2 separate regions of the Bactrocera dorsalis genome follow, and region 1 is linked to region 2. A link is a contact called in public Hi-C data. All regions are on one chromosome and are shown on one strand. The core of a region is the stretch at or near the end of the contact, and the rest is flanking DNA. Distances in the headings are between cores, read along the strand shown. Region 1 holds the start of LOC105231012 (polyribonucleotide nucleotidyltransferase 1, mitochondrial). Region 2 overlaps LOC105231011 (G protein-coupled receptor kinase 2).

Region 1 (7,435 bases), core at 631-3,130, 48 kb after region 2:
TCTTTAAAAACACTAAAAGCAAGAAATCCAATTGACAGTTTTAATTATATTTTAATAAATTCATTAAATGCACTTGATATTAATGAGGGTACTCGTAATTAAGCAGTTTACGTTCAAACTGTCGTAAATTGATTACTTCACTGAAATATAATTTTGATAATTTACTACTTTTCACATAAAATATGCCAATATGAATGTACACTTTTAAGCTTAAAAATAATTTATTTCATTAAAACCTTTTTTATTGTGTTTAGCACTTTAGCGGCTTACGATAATTCAAAAAGTGTAAAGCGCTGCTTATAATTGTTGAGAGTTTAATTTTTTTGCACACTCATTAGCGCTCTGATTTTCTAACAGATTTTGCAAATTATGTGGTATATTATACAAGGAATGACTACCACAAATCTAGCAATAGATACGGTCGCCAAAAATCGGACACGATTTTATACAAACAATCTTAATGACTGCACCAAACACTTGACGCTTGTTAAACTGTTCAAATTGCGGTTTTGCGAGAACTCGGTGAAATATGCGCTGAATTCCATACGCGATAAGCCTTATAGCAAAATGGGTCGTTCAAACACAATACTTCGCATAAAAATCACTCTAATCAAAGAATTTCATTTATGATTCACATCAAGTATATGTACTCGTATCTGTTATTTGCTTTTAATTCACAACTACTGATTGATATTTTAGCATTTCGATTTCATAGCGTTGGCCTCAATAAAAATCATTTGTGCCGCACACATAATTTTGACACTGTCTTTTTGGGCTTGTCGCCGCCGTCGCTGCTGCTTATGCTAACGTCGTCGTCGTCGTCGTCGTTGCTGTTGCTGTTGCTGTTGCAATTTTACTTTTGGCCAACACACAGAATAAACTGAACTTTTCTCTGCTTGTTCTCTTCCACTCTTCTTCGTTTTCAACGTCGGCGTTTTTTATGCACTAGGCTTTTTCACTACCACTTTGCGTTTGCATTAACTTTTTAGCCTTTCCTTTAATGTGTTTTTTATTCCGCCAATACAAAACACGTACGCACGCACATACACAGACTTATTTCCAATTTTACTTTACGCAACATTTATTGCACCAGTTGCGAAAGTGTTGTGATATAGAAGCGATTTCTTTTTATTATAACACCGAAATTTATTTGTGCAATTACCACCACATATTCTTTAAGCAAATTTTCCCCAACGAATTTCCACGAGACCCGAAAACGACACTATTGACACTATCACTTCTGCTTCTCGTTAAAGAATAACCAGAATAACCGAAAAACTGAAAACTGCGAAACCGAAAAGGCAAGGCAGTCAATGAAAAGCTGTCAAACGTCAAAATGTTTACATTTGCCTTTTTGACTCTGTTCGTACCTTCTACCGATTAAATATCGATATAGTTCAGAGATGTATGTACTAAAAGTGGGTGTTGAAAGAAAAATATTTGAAAATGCAATCAAATATTTCATATTATACCAAACGTAGCTTAGAATATGTTTTGCAGCAGAAAGAGTATAGATATTTTATACTGAATTATTATTTTATCAATATGCGGCCGCAACAGTTTTAGTAAATCCACGAACCCTAAAAAACTTTTTTATTTTGGCAGTGTTGGTAAAGTTTTGAACTCATCTGGAAACATTGACCAACTAAGTTTTGAAGGGAAGCAAAGTAAAAGTTAACGCCAATTATCTTCAAATCTAAATACAGAACACATTTTACCTGATGCTTCTACATATTGAAAGAAAAATTTGTGGTTCGATTGCATTCGAAATACACATTTTTCTTTAAATTTCTTGCATATGTACATATATATATCTTATAAAATCGTGAGACCCCTCCCTTAATTAAGTCAAGTTACCACTGAAAACTAAAACAGCTGTTCGATTTCACTGTGACATACATACATATGTGCACTCAGATTCTTTTACTGCCGCGGTTTTTTAGCAAGGATGCTGGTATTTCCTCAAAGATGTCTGAAACTTCTAAAACTACAACTGAGATATGGCACTCCAAGTGGTGTACGTTACATACAAAGTGCAACCAGTGACTGCCCTTCGGTGGAAGTAAAATTTTCAAATGGGTAAAAGCAGCTGACAAAATTTGAAACACGTTTTAGTTAACGTAATATGCACAATATTCCTTTTACAGGCGTAACATGACTATAAGTTCCGGCAAATTTGCGCGTTTCGCCAATGGTACCGCTGTTTGTCAAATGGGCGATACTGCCGTTATGGTAACTGCGGTAGCCAAACCAAAACAAGCGCCCGGTGCAAGTTTCATGCCGCTCGTTGTGGATTATCGGTTGAAAAGTGCTGCATCTGGACGCATACCCATGAATTTTATGCGTCGTGAATTGGGTCCATCCGAGAAAGAGATACTCTCCGCACGTCTCATAGATCGCTCCTTGCGTCCACTTTTCCCTGCAGATTTCCGTACTGAAACGCAACTTGTATGCAATATGCTGTCAATGGATGCGATATATTCACCTGATGTCCTAGCCATCAATTCCGCTTCAGTTGCCTTAAGTCTCAGTGACATACCTTGGAATGGACCAATCGGCGCAGTACGGTAAGTAAATTGTGGGCATTGCAGTAAAATTATGAACTTATATAATAATTATTCATTAGTGTGGGACTCTGTGATGGTGAAGTTATAATCAATCCCACAAGGCGTGAACTGCAAACATCCCAACTGGATTTGGTGGTGTCCGCAACGAAACAAAATCTCGTCGTGATGCTTGAAGGCAAAGGCAACATTGTGTTAATGCAAGATTTGCTCAAAGCCATAAAGCAAGGCACCAGAGAGGCGCAACTCATCATCAACGATATTGAACGTTTGCAGAAAGCATATGGTAGAAAAAAGCGTGCCGTTGAAGCAGCACCTGTAGTAGACAATGAAATATCTGAGGCTGTGAAGAGCATGAGTGAAATGCGACTGCGTGAGATCTTCCAGGACGCAACACACGACAAAATATCTCGTGATAATGCCGTGAATGAAGTGCGCACAAACGTGATAGACAAGGTGTGGTCCTCTTACCCAGACACCGAACCAGCACTAATTGGCGAAGAATTTAATAAAGTCTGTAAAAGCATTTTCCGAAATCTGATATTTGAGGAGAACAAACGCTGCGATGGACGCGACTACGATAGTCTGAGAAATATTAGTTGCCAGGTAAAAGAGATGCACCAGTAACTCTTGTGCCAAACTCACCTCCACTCTTTTGCAGGTGGATCTTTACAAGCCGCTACATGGTTCGGCACTGTTCCAACGTGGACAGACACAAGTTTTTTGCACTGTTGCCTTAGACTCGCACGAAAGCGCCATGAAATTAGATGCTGCGGCAGCCTTGGACAGGTTTTCCATTAAACTATAATATAAATTTAACACAATATTAATTTGTTCCTAATTTTAGCGGCTTGAAGGCCAAAAACTTCATGTTGCACTACGAGTTTCCGCCTTATGCTACCGGTGAAGTTGGGCGCATCGGTCCTATCGGACGTCGTGAGCTCGGTCATGGCTCACTGGCGGAGCGCGGACTTGTACCCACATTGCCGCACGATTATCCATTCACCGTACGTCTCACCTCTGAAGTGTTGGAGTCGAACGGCTCCAGTTCCATGGCATCGGTTTGCGGCGGTTCCATGGCACTAATGGACGCGGGCGTGCCGGTCACCGCACCAGCTGCCGGCGTTGCCATTGGCTTGGTAACGAAATACGAGAATAACGACACTAAACACATGTCGGATTATCGCATTTTAACAGACATTTTGGGCATTGAAGACTACATGGGCGACATGGATATGAAGGTGGCGGGCACGCGCAAAGGCTTCACCGCTATACAGGCGGATTTGAAAATACCCGGCATACCGCTGAAAGTTGTAATGGAGGCATTACAAAAAGCGACTGACGCCAAAGGGCGTATACTTGATATTATGGGCGAAGTGATAAGGGAGCATCGGTAAAATGCGCGTTTTGCTTTTCCTGCATATTTTGAGTTAAAATTTCTACCCTTTTGCAGCAAGTATCCAAAGGAGTGTTGGCCTGTGACTGAACGCATAACCATCGAACCACACCAGCGCGGTCAACTGATTGGACCCGGTGGCATCAATCTCAAACGCATCTACCTCGAAACGGGCGCAACACTCACAGCAGAGGATGAGACAAGCTACAGCATTTTCGCGCCCTCACAAGCGGCCATGGACGAGGCAAAGGAGCATATTGATACGCTGCTGGTGAAGGAACTCATACCGGATTTGGAGTTCGGCGGCGTCTATGCGGCGAAAATCACAGAAATACGCGACACTGGCGTCATGGTGATACTATACCCCAGCATGCCGCCAGCGCTACTGCACAACTCACAGCTGGACCAAAGAAAGGTGCTTATAATGTTTACTTGACAGCTGCCTTTGTGTTTGTAAACGTGGTTTTGCTTACAGATTGCACATCCCTCAGCCTTAGGTCTGAAAGTTGGCCAGGAAATACAAGTGAAGTATTTCGGACGCGATCCCGTGTCCGGTTTCATGCGTTTGTCCCGCAAGGTGCTGCAAGGCGCCGCCTCAAGCATACCACGCAGTCACAATAAGGCAACGGAGGAGACGTAGTGAACGGCGCCGAATCATTTTGTTTTGGTACTGTTCGCAGTTTAATACTGCCACTTGAAGAAAACAAACAGCTTTTGTACATATATTAAAAAAAATGCAAGTTATAAACTTTATTACAAACACTGACCACACACACATGTATGAATGTATATGACACAACTGAGCGGATTAAATGTACAACATAAATTATTAGCATAAAATAGTTAAATAAAATATAAAATAGATGGTAAGATTGTAAAAATACATTGTTGGCAAATTGACTAAACACACTTAAGAGACTACGAAGAGATTGTGTTAAATAAATGCTTTAGCGAAGCAAATCTGAGATTTTGAACCACATTGTATAGAGGAGACGTTAGACAATTTAATTGCAATCACTTTTTCAATTTTTTTTTTTAAACAAGGAAGTGGCGGGTCAATGCACTGAGTGTGCAAATACAAGGCGCTGATGGCCTGGTTGTCAGTGCTAATCAAATGATAATGCGATAATACGAATCCGATATGGTGTACAAGGCAACTATGGTTGCTTTGTCGCCGGTTAGGTAGTCAATAATTTCATCTGTAATTTCGGTTATATACCGTTTGAACTTAGGAAACCTGTGAACGAAACAAAATTGTATTCAATTATTTGAAAAAATTCCGTATAACGGGTATAATGGTGCATTTACCGCTCTATCACATTGTTAATTTCAACTTCAGTCTCCTTTTTGTCGGCTTCACGCGGATTAATTGCGCCCACTATGGCATTAACGGTGACTGGCGGCAGCTCCACCACCAGCACAATGACGCTCTCCTTCTTCATGAACTGCGACAGCGTGACGGACATCTGCTGCGTAACCTGTTGGGGATTTTTTTGTTTTTTTTTTTTAATATAATTAAATAAGAAATTTGTAGATTTTAAAGATGTTGGAAATTTCCACTTTTTGCCGTCGCGCACCTGATTTTCGTAGCGGCGCCGCAGGTTGGCCGTCAGCTTGTCATGCACCACAAACACCACCTGCACATTGGGCCACTGACTGGGATTGTAGCTGCTTTTTATGCTCGCGTTCGAGGCAGACGTGGACAAACTGTAATCGCCGCGTCCATAATTACCGCCGCCACCGCCACCACTGCTGCCACCCCCACCACTGCCGCTGTAACCGGCATTGCCACCGGCACTACTATTCGATAACTGACTGACATAGTCGATGGCATTCGCATTGCCCAATTCGGTGCGCAGCTTGCGTATGAAATCGACGAGCTCGGCACGCGTCACATGGCGCTCCTGAAAACGATCGCGCTCCCACGAGCTAATGCGCAAAGCGCCATTCTCTGCCACCAATATTATATGCAGAGCGCCCAATTTGGCGAGATCTCGCGCTTCATCACCAGCGCCGGTAGCGGACTCCACCACATAGCAGCGTATGTTGGCGGACCACAGCAGGCGCATAATGTCTGTGACATATTTTAGTGGCGCGCGTGTGCCATTCACGCATACCGCCACATCGATGGCGCGACAATCTTTCATGTAGTCCATATCTAGGGCGCCCACCAGCTTGTCCAGCCAGAATGAGAGCCCGACGCCGCTTATGACGCGACCGGGTATGTTCTGATTGAAACCCTGCGCTTGCTTCTGGAACTCATTCAGCAGTGTGTCGTAGCGCTCGCCCATGGCCAGGACTGTGGAATGCGCGCTGCGATTGGGCTTAAGATCGGCGATCAGTTGCCATACCACGCCGCCGCTGCTGGCGCGATCGTAACTGATGGGCAGACCGGCGAAAATATGTATTGGACACTAGGACGAAGAAAAGGAATTGCGTTCCGTTATGTCAAATTAATGCATTGGCATACTCACCGTTACACCCAGACTGTGCGCTAGGCTCACAACCGTCTCCAACTCCCTGAGCGCGCTCTTTGCCAGCGACGCGGCTTCGCCCTTGCCACGTATCAGCGATTTCAGCGACGAATCGTCGACACTGCTGCGTGTGCCGCTCATCAGGAAATTCGCGAGCAACAGCTCGATTAGCGCCGTAGCCGATGAACGTGATTTCTCCATGATCACCGTGACGCCCGAATGGAATTGAAATTTCGAAATCCGCCCCTCAATGTAGTCCGCTATATTCGCAAATAGCTCGGTGTACGAGGACTTCGGCACATTACAGTAGAGCAGTATGGCGCGCAACAGCTGTGTGTGATTCATGCGTATGCGCATATTCTTCTCGCGTAGACGCGGTATCTCATTCGTAATCTCAAAGGCGAGCGCCAACAGTTCGGCATCTACGATGGGACTGCTGGCGTATGGCGTAATTATATCGAAGGCACATTCGTAACTTTGTTTCGGGTGAAAATTGAATACTTTCTCTTCGCGGTATACGCGATCGACGCAATAACGGCGCATCATATTCACACCGTTCATGGCTATGTGGCGCGCGAACTCCGTACGCAAATCGCTGGGCAGCACCACCACACAGCCGGAGTGTGTCATCAGACGCACGGGATTGTTCCATGGATTGGTGCGCTTCGACAGCGGTGACAGCAATGGTGTGTCCACTTCGATGCCGCCATGTTTGCGAAACAAACCGACAACCTTGGCCTTGACACATTCAAAAATCGGATTCAACGACACGAAGCCATCCAATGAGATGGGCGCATTCCAGGATTTCATGTTACGGGAGCTGCCAAAATGATAGGTGTATTCGAGCAGTTCGTCGCTCTGCTGTTGCAGGCAGCGCGCCACCAGATGCTTGTAGGCTTTACTTTGAGGATTGGCCAGCGCATGACGCAGCATTTCTTGCAATTCGTTAGCTTCAAGTTGCGCGGGCGGCACCAAATCTGAGGAGAGCAACTCTTCGGCGG
Region 2 (7,349 bases), core at 1,275-3,774:
TTCTGCAATTTCATACAAAGAAATTTAATTAAAATTGAAATGAAAACGTTGGATGCGTTTAAAAATGAGCTTTTGTTCTAAAATGTATTTTCTTGGGCGTTCATCTCTCTACTTCAGGCCTTGATATTTCCTAATAAACCCTTTTTAAGACAGTATATCATCCTAAATGTAGCCAATAATTTTTTCTTTCGAATCATATATGCATAGCGATTTTAAAAGCTTGCCTACAATTAGGCGCTGTTTGGCCAAGTCACTTTCCCAAAATTTACGGATAAAATACGAAAAACTGGTTCTATTAAGGAAATCTTCTGGTAATATAGAGGATTTTAGAAATTCTAGACCACTTACGAACGGTTAATGCAGTTTAATTGCAGAAAGTCGGCATATTAATGAAAATAGAGTGATACATTTAATGGTAGATGTTCCATCATTACACTAGAGAAATCTCTTTTGAGGAATATATTCGAAAACGTAGAGAACAATAAAAACATATTTTTTCTCGTGATATAGAATGCCACCTAGAATCGAATCAAACAAAACCCGCCGAAAGAATCCAGAAGGAATCCGATACATTTGACGTTCTGGAAGACCAGATTTCAAAAATCTTGATACAATAATAGAAATCGTTGAGTCCCAGTTAATTAGCCGAAAGTAAAAAAGTTCGTTTTGTACCATACCAATAAACCTTGATATTAAAGGAAGTTTGACGTATGGTTTTCAAACGAGTTAAAGCAAAACCCTCATAGCCTGAATTGTCAGTTGCGATTCGCAAATGATCCGTAATAAAATTTATAGATTTCTGAAGAAGTTGGTTACAGGTGATGAGAAGTGGATCACTTACGACAACGTCAAGCTAAAACGATCGTGATCGAAGCGCAAGTGAGAATGGAGAATGGAAATGGAAGGGTTTACTATATGTTTGATGGGGTTCACAGAGAACCATCTACTATGAGTAGCTCCTTTACGGCCCAACTAATAGTCTGTACTGCCAATAATTGGACCGTCTGAAGGAAGAAATTTTCTAGAAGTGCTCAGTTTTGGTTACTGAAAGAGGAATTATGTTTTATCTACAAGATGACAGGCAATACAGGTCGATAGTGATTAACCAGAAGCTCCGGGAGCTTGGCGAGGAGATTCTTAAGCATCCATATAGAATTTAGACCTGGCATAAAGTGATTTTGCTAAGGCGCAAGATTTTGGTGGTGAAAAAATCGTATATGTTTTTTGTCAATAGGGACGAATGCTTCTATGAGAATGGCATTAAACTGTATGCCATCAAGTTATATGTCATAATTGTGCACATTTCATTTAAATCTGATAATTCTCACTAAATAAATTTAACTTAATGCATAAATAATGGATTTATTTTTATCATGATGATTTGCTCTTGAAAGGACGAAAGAACAGATAAGGAAAGGCACAGAAAGGTAAAGAAAGATAAAGATAGAGAAAAATAGAGAGAGAGGCGCAGAGACAAAAAAATAGATAGCAAGATAAAAGTAGAGTAGGGCATAGATAGATAATGATAAGTAGACACTAAGATAAAAAAGACAAAAAGAAAAAACGAAAGGTGTAGAGATAGCAGCAGAGAGAAAGAAAGAGAGGGGGAGAGAGATAAAGAGAGGGAGAGTGATATAGATAGAGATAGAGGGAGAAATAAAAGATGTAGAGATAGCAGGAGAGAGATGGAGAGAAAGATAGAGATAGAGAGAGGGAGAGAGATAGAGATAGAGATAGAGAAAGGTAGAACGAAAGTGAGGGAGGACGAGAGAGAGTGAAGAGGAGAAAAAGTGCTAGGGGAGAAGGAGGACCACAAAATGGAATTTTCTATTACAATGATCGATGTACTTATAATAAACTCTTTCACATTCGAAAGGTGCGATTCACAACCGAAACTCAAGTAGAGTGAAGTGGGCTCGAAATTGATAACGAATATTTTACCGTGACTAAGCAACCATTCACAAATCAATCAACTAATCACATGAGATAATGACTAAGCAAATTTGATAACAAATATCGAAATAAATCAATATTTTGCAAAACACCGTGGTGTCGCCTTATGTGCGCGCTGTCCCTTCAGTGGTCATATTCACGAATTTCAATCACCAAATCGCCGACATCGAATTATGCGCCTTTGCTTTTATTATTACTGTGAGTATTTGAATATGCAATTATATGTTATTCGCTAGATACTGTTACCCAATGAGAGGCGCAAACATTGCAAAAAGTTGGGAGCGTGCTGGGCAGCGAGCGAACACAACGCTCAAATGCAACTATGTATTGTGTAGCTGTATGAGAATGCTAATTTCTTAAGGCAACAAAAGCAACAAACACAAGAAACAGCAGTAGTGAAAAAAAACGGTAGCATGCTAAGGTAACAGCAGCAGCAACAACAATAACTGTTTGCAAACAACAAGCTACAAAATAACAGACGTGCCAATTCCCGCGCTTATCGCGTCAGCACAGCCCAAAACACACACACATACATCCATAGAAGCGCTTGCACATCCATGCAAATAAACATATGCAAACAAACAGCGGTGTACAACAACAACAGTTGGTCTGTGAAGCGTGTTGCGGTGACGCCAATGCCTCGAGAAGTCGATGGAAGTGCCGCGTTGCTTCGGTTGGGCAACGACAGCATTGTCATCACTATTACCATCTAACTATGTACTTGTTGGTGCTTGGGCAAGACGAGCAATTGTTTGTGCATACAAAATATGCTTGTCTAGATGTAAATATTGGTGATTATAATTATTATTACGAAAAATACGAGAATTATTTGCTTGTTTATTGGAAGACTATTCAATAATATTTTATTTTGTGCGATAGGCCGAATTTTCGCGACAAAAGACGATATATACTTCGCCTTGTGACTCTAAGGTGCTGGCCTCACCGCACTTTGATTGCAGAAGTCGAATAAAGAAAATAACCCCTACTTACTTACTACTTTCTCTTACCTACTAACTTTTGTTTTATAGACATCCCTAAATGTATAAATGATCAGAATTACTATTTGGAAATTTGAATGATCGAGACTTTGTAACATCTTGAACATGCGATAAATTCTGATTTAAAACCTAAGCTCTTATAGCGTTTTTTTAACAAGAGTCTTCTTTTTCTTTACTGGTGTAGACAACGTTTATGTGTTTATAGTCGAGTTAGTAACAACGCCAGTCATTTTTCTTTTCGCAAGGTGGCGCCAATTGGAGCTTCCAAGCAAAGCCAGGTGCTTCTCCATTTGGACTTTATTATCACCGGCATAATTTTTGAAGAAATATGGATCGATGATTTCACCAGCCCACAAAACACACCCAATCGTTCGTTTCTCTGGATGAAATGGAAGCTCTTGAATCTCTTCAAGTTGCTCTTTACCCCAAATGCGGGCATTTTGCTAGTCTACATACCTATGAAGATAGAAATGGTCCTCATCTGAGCTGAGCAAATTTGGCTCGAAAATGTCGGATCTTCTTGGAACTTGTCAAGCGCCCATAGAGCGAAGCGACGTCGCTTGGGGAGGTCGAGCGACTTCAGTTCTTGCACAAGCTTTACCTTCTACGCTTTCAATTTAAGATCTCGGCGTAAAATGTGCCAAGTCGTTCCATACGTCAGTCCGAGTTACTGAAAACGGCGCTGGATCGATTCTTCACGGTCTTATTTGAGCTAAATAAATATAGAGATTCACTTCAACCAGTTACTTCCATTTTGTTTTTTTTTTTGAGAGCTTGGAGGATTTAATTGGTTTCATCGACTTATTTTCAATAATATTTTTTTCCAATAAAAAACTTTTTCCAAATTCGATCATTGAGACCTCATTTCGACAGTCCCTCGGAAAAATGTACCTCCACGTTGACATCAGGGCTTCTTACAGGCTCAACCGAAGTAAAAAGAAAAAATACGGATTTGTAAGACTCCAAACTAGGTATTGAACGAAGGAAAAACAAAAAAAAGGTGAAAATTTTTTTTCAATTTTTTTGAAAGAAGACAAATGCAAATTTGTGTGAATATTTGTCGATTTTTTGTAATAATATTCTTCGTTTAAGATCTTCCAAAAAATATCTCGAAGACCGGAGTCAATTAAGATCAGTTAAGTAGTTGGCAAAAAGACTTGACAACATACTTTGAAAACTCAGTTTCGAGAAAAACGCGTTTAAAATTTCGAGTAACTTTATAGCTGAACTTAAACGCGCAACTTTTCAAGACTGTATTTCCAAAACTGTTGCTCGGATCAACTTAAGCATTTAGAACAATTTTCCAGAGATGTTATAGAATAAGACAATAAACTGCGAAGCCTTAGAAACCCTTTACATAGTGTACCTTTTATATTGCGGACACTCAAAATATCGATTTGATAAGTCACCCTCCGTATAGTCTGGACTTGGCACTGAATGACTTCTTTTTGTTTCCGGTCGTAAAAAATAAATTAAGAGATCAACGTTTTTCGACAACTGATGCGTTCAAAAGACATGTTTTGAATGGTTCAAACGCATCAAAATTGTATAGATCTTAATGGAGAATATTTTGCGAAACACTGAAACGATTTTCGCTTATTACAATTTATTTTTCTTCTCAAATCTCGAAATATAAAAGTCAACCTACCTGATCTGGCTTATCAACCAAAAACTCAGAGTACATTGAATTTTTCTACACCGAGTAGAATTAATTTCTTTTATGATCTTCTGGTGGATAAAGAACTGTTCCAGTTAATTACTTCTAATTCCTCGATATTACTCTCCACAAACCAGATCTTTCGAAAAACATATTCTTTCATTTCGCTCTATAGTAACTCTGTCAAGCATAATACATGAAATTCTTACATTTCTTTAGACATCTCCAGAGCTTGTCATAAAAACGAGCTGGCAGATTGAGAAACATAAAAGAGAATTTCATACCGCAAGTCCTACACCTTAAGATTTCTGTTCTCCAATGCAAAGCTTCATGCAAATGCTAACTAATATTGTAATTCAATGAAATAAAGCGGAGATTAATGAAAATCGTAGGACGATAAAGACACCGCGATGTTGCGCAACGGCGGGGTGTGGCCGCAAGTGTGATATTTTGCGGCAGCTTTGGCGCTTTGTTGCTGCCACACGCTATCGTGCAGAGATTCAATAAAATGTCGTAAGCGCATTACGTGTGACACCAATGGCGGAGCGGTGGACGTTAGAGGTCATGAACAACGCCGAGCGCGTGCAGTTATTTTGCCTTTGAATTATTGCGCCTAAGCGTTTGGTGCTTTTTATTGTTGCGTCTTATCTTTTATTCCATTTACTGATTCTTTTCATTAAATTCTTCTTTTTAATTGAGATTTTTTATTTAACTTTTCAACATTCGGTTGTCTGCGTTGTGATGTTCAGTAGTTTATTGGCGTTTTCTATTGTTGTTATTTATTTTTTTTTTGGAGATATAAGATTATTGGCAACGCAGCAGCCAGCAGTGAACGCCTACAGCTGCATAGACTGCTTAACGCCACAGACGCCACTGCTCACCCTAATGTCGGCGCCGCAATCACAGCGCTTCTACTCAGTATATCACTTCAATCTCAGCAGCCGCCGCTGTCTCCCACTCTCTCAGCTGCCCCGCTTCACTTTCTTCACCAAGTGCATTCAAGAGCTATACGCTCACCTTTATTGTCGTCATGGCATTCGCGTTTTGTCGGCATTTCTTTAACAAATCAGCGCAACAACAATACAAAGGCACTTCAGCTGAGGCGACGACAATGCAATGACTATTGGCTATGGAATTTTCGTGCTGATTTGTAGCCGAGAACACAAGACTCGTACGCTGCTGCTTGCTTTCGCTGCTGATTTGAGTGGATTTTTATGAATTTTTAATTGAATTAAATTAACAATGGCACAACTTGTTAGACGCGATGCTTCTTCACACAATCGCATGGCTTATTATGAAATTTCGGACGCACACATATGTACACACACACACAGACGCAGGCGTATAATCGACTCTTTATACATGAAGTGGCTGGGAAACGGGGTTCAGGTTTACTTTTGTTTTGCCGTTGTTGTAGTAAGAGATATGCCAAACAAGGTCAATGCTAAATGACTTTTAGAATTTCGTTATTTGTTCTACATGCAATAAATTCCATGAAATTATTTGTCAATTTATTAATTTCATTACGTCAAAGCGCGAGTCTTGTTGCGTCCAAAACAAGTCAGCGCAAATATAATAAATTACTTTGTTTGTTGGTTTATTTATTATTTTTCCTTTGGTTTTGTCTTCGAAAGTAAGTCAGGTTTTTATAGGATATGCTATTTCTGGCTCATCTCTGCGCTTTTATGATTCAGGAAGTTTTTGAACGGTTTTTTGGTATACTAGCATATATTAAACCGCTGATTATTTTTTAATTATTAATTTCTAAAAAAAACACAGTTCCTTGGTAACTTCGCCAATAACTCCTAGAAGCAAAAGTCGGATACATCAGCAGTTAAGCATATCTTTAAATTTCTTTAATTCATGCATTTTCTGGTTATCCTAGGAGTTACACCACCGCCTTTTCTTTTACAAGCATCAATTAAGCTATCATCATAATGCTTCTGCTCTCTGTGACAATTCATCAGCAACTTTTCCAACCTGCTGAATGGCAGTGATTGCCTGTTCATGAAGAAGTTCGAATAGCAATCGCCCGGCTGAAGAACAACAAAGCGACGTGGCCGATTGATTGCCGCCCGAGCTATTCAAATACGACGGCGAAGAACTGATAAGGTGCATGCGTCACCATCTTTATAGAATATGGTCGGACGAAAGCATGCCTGAGGATTGGCATCTAAGTGTGCTCTGGTCAATCCACAAAACGGGAGAACCCACCATCTGCGGCAATACCGTGGGATAAGCCTCCTCAACATCGTATATAAAGATCTATCGAGCGTATTGTGTGAAAGATTAAAGCCCACAGTGTGGCTTTAGGCGTGGAAAATCAACAACTGGTACCTCTTCGTCGATTTCAAAGCTGCATTTGACAGCACGAAGCTGCCTTTTTGCCGCTATGTCTGAGTATGGTATCCCTCCAAAACTAATACGACTGTTTAAACTGACGTTGGTTGAGCAAGACCAAAAGTTCTGTCAGAATCGGGAAGGACCTCTCCGAGCCGTTCGATACCAAGCGAGGTTCCAGAGAAGGCCACCCGTTATGGCGCGACTTCTTCAATCTATAGCTGGAGCAAATAATACGAGCTGCAAAGCTTAATAGGTAAGGTACAATCTCCTGTAAGAGTGCCCCGCTGCTGGCGTATGCCGATGATCTTGATAACAGTGGCCTCAACAACCGCGCCGTTAGTTCGGCTTTCTCCAAACAGGATAAAGAAGCAAATGGGTCTGCTAGTGAACGAGGACAA

Evidence for each region. Hi-C and Micro-C count contacts between places; a contact is called where the count stands out from the background.
Region 1: a contact with region 2 is called in a Hi-C map of whole body, with 3 times the contacts expected there. The contact joins the promoter of LOC105231012 here to the enhancer-like site in region 2. A contact is called at or near these places in 2 of 2 Hi-C or Micro-C datasets (both in whole body).

What each region holds. Positions count from the first base shown.
Region 1 is chr2:23,517,666-23,525,100 of ASM2337382v1, forward strand. LOC105231012 (polyribonucleotide nucleotidyltransferase 1, mitochondrial) reads left to right here and starts at 1,881. Exons shown (of 7, transcript XM_011212085.4): 1 at 1,881-2,079; 2 at 2,148-2,567; 3 at 2,627-3,170; 4 at 3,226-3,353; 5 at 3,412-3,957; 6 at 4,018-4,375; 7 at 4,436-4,869. The coding sequence starts at 1,949. The coding sequence ends at 4,600. It overlaps LOC105231011 (G protein-coupled receptor kinase 2), which reads right to left and starts at 1,270. Exons shown (of 13, transcript XR_007421778.1): 1 at 1-1,270. LOC105231013 (eIF-2-alpha kinase GCN2) reads right to left here. Exons shown (of 14, transcript XM_011212086.4): 11 at 6,435-7,435; 12 at 5,538-6,374; 13 at 5,269-5,438; 14 at 4,658-5,197. The coding sequence ends at 5,071.
Region 2 is chr2:23,468,882-23,476,230 of ASM2337382v1, forward strand. The region is part of intron 2 of LOC105231011 (G protein-coupled receptor kinase 2); the gene reads right to left. Among protein-coding and RNA genes, the nearest start is that of LOC105231011, 46 kb to the right of the region's middle. Within about 2 kb of position 2,525, the one cell type or tissue checked has open chromatin away from gene starts, as enhancers often do.